Regions from separate parts of the Sus scrofa genome. Here region 2 is linked to region 1. Evidence: chromatin contacts called from public promoter capture Hi-C data. All regions are on one chromosome and are shown on one strand. The core of a region is the stretch at or near the end of the contact, and the rest is flanking DNA. Distances in the headings are between cores, read along the strand shown. Region 1 holds the start of ZNF516 (zinc finger protein 516). Region 2 holds the start of ZNF407 (zinc finger protein 407).

The links. Promoter capture Hi-C pulls out the DNA fragments that hold promoters and counts their contacts.
Region 2: a promoter capture Hi-C map of liver shows a contact between it and region 1, with 6 times the contacts expected there. The contact joins the promoter of ZNF407 here to the promoter of ZNF516 in region 1. A contact is called at or near these places in 1 of 5 promoter capture datasets (liver) and 1 of 2 datasets of contacts at active chromatin or transcription factors (alveolar macrophages).

Annotation. Positions count from the first base shown.
Region 1 is chr1:147,986,156-147,989,160 of Sscrofa11.1, forward strand. ZNF516 (zinc finger protein 516) reads left to right here and starts at 1,505. Exons shown (of 7, transcript XM_021099077.1): 1 at 1,505-1,621.
Region 2 is chr1:149,515,812-149,518,816 of Sscrofa11.1, forward strand. ZNF407 (zinc finger protein 407) reads right to left here and starts at 1,473. Exons shown (of 9, transcript XM_021073780.1): 1 at 1,194-1,473.

The DNA of each region.
Region 1 (3,005 bases), core at 255-2,754:
GCAGAAGGCTAACTTTCAGAGCTCTGCTGTTGTTTTACCAATAAATGAAGGGGGGGTGGTGGAAGGAAACAGCCTTGCAAAGTCTCCCTGCCCCCTGGGTGTGAGTGACGGCTCTCCGGGCCAATCCGCAGCGGCTTTCTCCATCCCGGAGGTAATTTGGGGTGTGAGTGTGTACGCGCGCGCGCGTGCATGCGCCCATGTGTCTGCACACTAAGTCCGACCAGCCCCGCGCATCCGCAGGGTCCTGATTTGCACAGTTATGAGCTGTATACACGGACACGCTATTATCTGAATCTTTGCAGCTAGGTGGGCATGCAGCATTCCAAATAGAGACCTTGCCTCCTCCGAGTGTTCTGTAAAGAACGGGCAAAAGAAGTGCTTTCGGATGCAAGTCGAAACCTGCAGAAGGGGAAGAAAAGGAGGGATGTGATTATGCTTCTCAGAGGTTGGGGGATCGAAATGTGTGGTTCCTTCCGTCTCGTTCCCACGCGGCAGGCGCGCCCTGAGCGCCTGGGGTCAGAGTGATGGATTCTACTCGTCACTCGCTAGGCGTATCGAGGTCCAGGATTGTTGAAACTGTTGTTAACTCTAGAAAAAGTGAAGGACAGCATGTACCTTCCAACTTCAAATTTTATTTTCTCACTGGAAGTTGATATTTAGGCCGTGGCAAATTATAGAATGTGACCTGCCCAGGGTCAGTGCAATTTTACTGCCCACCTACTTAAGAATGCGAAGCACTGGCAACGGCTCCCCGGCACAATGGGCACATTCACCGGCGGAGTGCGTCACGGGCCCCCCCACGTTTCCTCTGGGTTTAGTAGGGCACCAACTTCTCTAGGAATATTAGTAGTGCTCTGTGTGTGTGTGTGTGTGTGTGTGTGTGTGTGTAAGGGACCAAGGAGCAGCTCTGTTCAGTGCTGGAGTTGCTTTGCTGCTTCGCTCAGAGATGGATGCTGCTGCTGCAGGGAACGGGTTAAGGACACACGTGTACCCCCTCCTTCCCCGAGACCCCTGCAGGGGGATCCCTGGGAGGGATCCCGCGCCCGGGCCTCGTCCACGCACAGTGTGTCCGCCTGCAGGGCCGCACGGAGGTCATCCCGATAGTCCACTGGCCAACCCAGGAGACCTTCGTCCTCCCCCAGCAAGATCCTAACTCGGTTACAAGGTGGGGTCCAGCCCGCGTCGCCCGCCGGGCCATTTCCGCTCCCTAAATCCGAATACTACCCGATTCTGCCCCTCTCCTTCCCCAATCTCTGTGAGATCGCGGATTGAGGAATGGGCAGTAGGGGGAGGTGTCGCTGGATTAAATCATTCCTATTTCTGTTTCTCCCGCGGGTGCGGCGCTGGTCCCAGGGCGCCTGACGGGGGGAGGGGGGTAGTATTTACCTGCCCGCCCCGCGGCTTGGGCTGCGGCCTCTGGAGGCCCAGTTTACTGGGGGAGGGCTGTAGGCGGGGAGGGATGGGCGGAGAGGTGGGGGAGGACCCGGCCCGCGCCCCCGCCCCCCGGTGCCCGCCCCCCGCCCCCGTCATGTGGAGCGGACGTCACAAGCCTGCACTGTAACCCAAGAAGTGAAAGAGACGGGGACCCACGGCCCAACTTCGCACCGTAACAAAGGCGGGGGTCCGTGCGGGCCGGGGGAGGGGGTCTGGCCGGGGACGGATCGGGGGAATGGGTCTGGGGGGGTGGGGCAGGCAGGGCCCGGGGCTGCGTGGGGGCGGGAGAATGGGGGGCCTGGCCCGGGAGTGAGGGCCTGGTCTGGGAGTAGGGTCCTGACTGGGGCGGGGTCTGCTCGGGGCTGGGGCAGTGGGGACCCGGGAGGGGGTTAGCTGGAGTGGGGGATGAGGGCCGGGGCGGGAGTCTGAAGGGGGCGGGGGAGTGAGAGCTCCGACTGGGGTCTGCGGGGGTAGGGGGAGTGTGGGCCGGGACGGGGGTCTGTGGGGGCGGGGGAGTGGGGGCCGGGGCCCTGGGTGCGCGTGGCTGCGCGGACCGCGCTCCAGGCGCCGAGGCGCTGCCCAGGCCAGGTAATTGGTTTCTATTTTAAACTTCACTTTGTCCGGGCGGAGGTGGGGCGGTGGGAAAGGCGTGGCCCCTGCGCGATTACATAAGTGTTCATACCTGATTAGGTCCCAGGCCGGGGCCAGCGCGCGGATTTGGGCGCTAGCCGCCGGTGGGCACCGGCTCGGGCATCCTTGTGCGGGGTTGAGGCGCGTGGAGTTGCGTCCTGCCCGTGGGACCTGATGCTTGTCCGCCGTGGGACCCGCATGCAATCTGGGCTGGAGCTGGAAGCCCCGGGTGTCCGTGGCGGGGGGCCGAGCCTGTCGGCAGGGTCTATACTGTAACAAAGGGCAGGGCTGCGGGACCTTGGGCGGCGCAGAGCACTGACTTAAAGGAGAGTCACAAAAGTCTGAATTAAACGTGCAACCGGAAGGCATTTTCCCCCACGAACGTGCCCTTAGGTCTCAAATCTTGATTAAAGATGATTTAAACATTGAGGTGCTCGCACCCCGTGGCTATGTAATAAATACACTTAAAGGACTGCTGAGAGGCGATGGGAGGGTGGGTCTTCTCCCTACAGGATCTTCTCCAGATTATTTTTCACGCTGCCCTATTAATATGATTGGAGTATTTTGGTTTAGGAATGTAAGTGCTACTTTAAGGAACTAGGCATGCGTGCTATTTGGTAGGATCTTTCTCCTGCCCCTCAAAAAAGAGCTCATTTTATCATTTGTTTGTTCCTCCTTCATATTCTCTTGCATTCTTTGATTGCCGCGTCAAAATAGCTGTGTTACTTATATTTACACAGACTGGCCAGAATTAAATAGACCACATGCCACTGCCACACATGAATTGGAGCATTTTCCTCTCCGTGTAACATTGGAGGGTGTGGAGCTGGCCTTAGGAACCTGGGTCTGAGAGTTCAGCTCCTTGAGAAGGACAGACTTGGTTTCACAACAGCGACTCCTGAATTGTGCTGAATGGGCCTGGGGGTGCCCCCCCTCCAGCC
Region 2 (3,005 bases), core at 223-2,722, 1.5 Mb after region 1:
TAACTTTGTCCAAATTATTTAATCTGAGTCTCGGTTGGTGAAAAGGTGATAATTCCTACAAGACTGCAATGCTAAATGAAGTATACACAGTGTGTGTGTATATAGATATATATTACATATATTATATATATCAAATAAGCTTTATTAATGATGTTCCAATATACCTCGGTTGCCTTCCCTATTTGGTATTCCAACTGGACTAACACCTCCCTGAAAACAGGTGCACATCGTGACTAGTTCCACCTGCACAAACTTAAAATTTACCCCTCAATCACCATTACTTTACCTATAAAATAAAGAAATACTACATGCGTGTCCATGGATGCCAACCCGGCCAAGATGACCTATTCCAGAATTCCCCCCTTGAAAAATAAATGGGCTTTTCAAAACTCATTGCAACCGAAAGAGGTCAGCAGCTCCTGCCCACCTCCACCAGACTAAACTCCAGAGGCGGGCAAGCGTACACAGGACATGCCCGCTGGCTGGCAGGAGGTGGTAGCCACTGGGGCGAAACCCGCTGCTGCCAACAGCGGTGTGCGGCATCCTGGGATCTCCCTTTAACTGCTTATAGCGGCTGAACCCCAGCGGCCAGGACCCTCCCTTCCAGCCGCGCTGCGATCGGTCACCAGCGTTACAGACTGCCCGCCCGCGTCCTTAACGGAAGAAGGTGCGGGTGGCAGCGGCGAGCCCGCGAAGCTCCGGAGGCCCGGAGAGGGCGGTCGACTGAAGGAAACCACAGCCCAGACCGCCCAGGCCATTAAACCGACACCGCGGCAGCTCCGCGCTCGGGCGTGTACGGTTGGATCGGGGAAAGCCTGGCGGTGAGAAGCTCCCGACTGCAGGCAGGGGCGCGCGGAGTGCGCGGGATCGCAGCCTCCGCGCTGACAGCCGGCCCCGCGGGGAAACCGAGGCCCCGCGCAAGTCCGGGCGGCGGAGCCAGCAGCAGCGGGCGGGAGCGGAGGCCGGGCGGCGGGCGTGTGTCGGGTGAGTCTGGGCGGCGTCGGGAGGGACCGGCCAGCGGGGAGGGGCGGAGGCGGGGGGGAGGGGGGAGGAGGAAGAGCGAAGGGCCCTGGCGGGGCTCCCGGCGCCCAGCCGCCCGGGCCTGGGGCCTCAAGCCACCGCCTCCCGGCCCCGCGCTGACGCTGGACGGTCCCCGCCTCCAAACCCCCCGCCCCGGCCAGAGAATAACTTACCTGTTTGCCGACGGAATCGCTCCTGCTCACCCCTCTGACTGACTCCTCCGGCTCACCGTCTTCCCTCTGGGAGGAAGGGGAGGGACTTCCTGTCTCTCCGCTGAGCGACTTCCGGCGGTTCCGAGGACTTCTTCGCGGACAGAGCGGGGGACGCCATGACCGAAAACCAAGGTCTTGGCTCTGGCTTAGTAGAACCCACGCCTAGGTCCCTTTTTATCTCCCGACTGGCCGGCCGACCTGTGTGCCTGTTGTTTTTAGTCTATCAGCTCTTGGCGGAAGTCACTAGGCTGTGAAACAGGAAGTCCCGCCCCTCCCCAAGAGAGGAAAACGGAAAGCCGAAGAAGTCAACGTAAAGAAATGGAGACGCGCGTCAGGCTCGAAGGCTAGCGGTGTCTGACCTCGAGGGCCAAGTAGGGGTTGCAGGGGGTCCCGAAGAGGATTTCCCCCTGGACAGTGCACTCCTCCCTACCCTAAGCGTCCTCACTCCACCCCCTCGCACGTCCGCCTTAGAGGACCCCGAGGCCTTCGAGGGGCGGGCGGCCGGCTGCCCTCGGCCTTCGCCGGCCCGAGTGGTGCCTGGCGCCTCCGAGGCCCTCATCTACAGGAACCAGGTTTTTCTGCTATGCCAGGCGCGTGCGCAACTCCAGATTATGAAAAAAGTCTGTCGACTGACTCCAAAAAGGGGTCCTTGGTCGCAGGCCTTAGGGAGCCAGGAGCAGAGTCTGATACTAAGGGGAAGGAAAAAAAGCTGACTGGTTCACCAGTTTGGCAAGAAAAGCCGAAAATGCCTGGGTGTTTAAAACGTCCACGCATGGACCGTTTTTATAAACGTTAACGGTACAGCACAAAAATTGTTAGGAAGAAAGTAAGCCGCGACCTGAGGCGTATTAGTCAACGCCCTGACCTGCCCCTTACATGAGATCATTTGCGGACCTTGAGTTTCCAACCATTTCTTTGAAAACTCAAAATCTAGCAAGGAAGACCACACCTCGAAAAGTGCATTGACAAAGAGGTGTAGAGGAGCGGCATTATCCCACCCGGGATCAGATTGTGAAGATACAGCTTGCTGGGAAGTTTTGACTTTATCTTGTAGGTATAGGGAAATGTTTTAAATAATCAGATTTGTATAATTTTAAGTAAATGGAGTTTTTAAGTGATGACCTTATAATGATAGGCTTTCTAGACCAAACCTCTCAAGGACAGTTCCAGCTCACTTCCTTTTAAATCAGAATATTCCGGTGATGATAACACTTTTAATACTGTTTTATAGGGTAATTTTCATAGACATTATCTGGTCGAATTCTTACTGTAACCCACTAGGAAATTGCTGTTTAGAAGATCAAATAGCTATTCCAAGCTTACACCTCTAGTAAAAGTGGAACTTACCTTTAAACTTACAGTGTCAACCTTTTTCCAGCCTACCATGCACCTTTTTTTTTTTTTTGGTTTTGTCTTTTTGCCATTTCTTGGGCCACTCCCACAGCATATGGAGGTTCCCAGGCTAGGGATCGAATCGGAGCTGTAGCTGCCAGCCTACGCCAGAGCCACAGCAACGCAGGATCTGAGCCGCGTCTGCGACCTACACCACAGCTCACGGCAACGCCGGATCGTTAACCCACTGAGCAAGGGCAGGGATCAAACATGCAACCTCATGGTTCCTAGTCGGATTCGTTAACCACTGCGCCACGATGGGAACTCCCCATGCACCTTTTAATAGCTATTTCAACAGTGTTAGTCTTGTATGACAAGGTAATGAATTTCTCAACAATTAAAATAGCTAACACAATTTCCATTCGGAATAGGCATGATGTT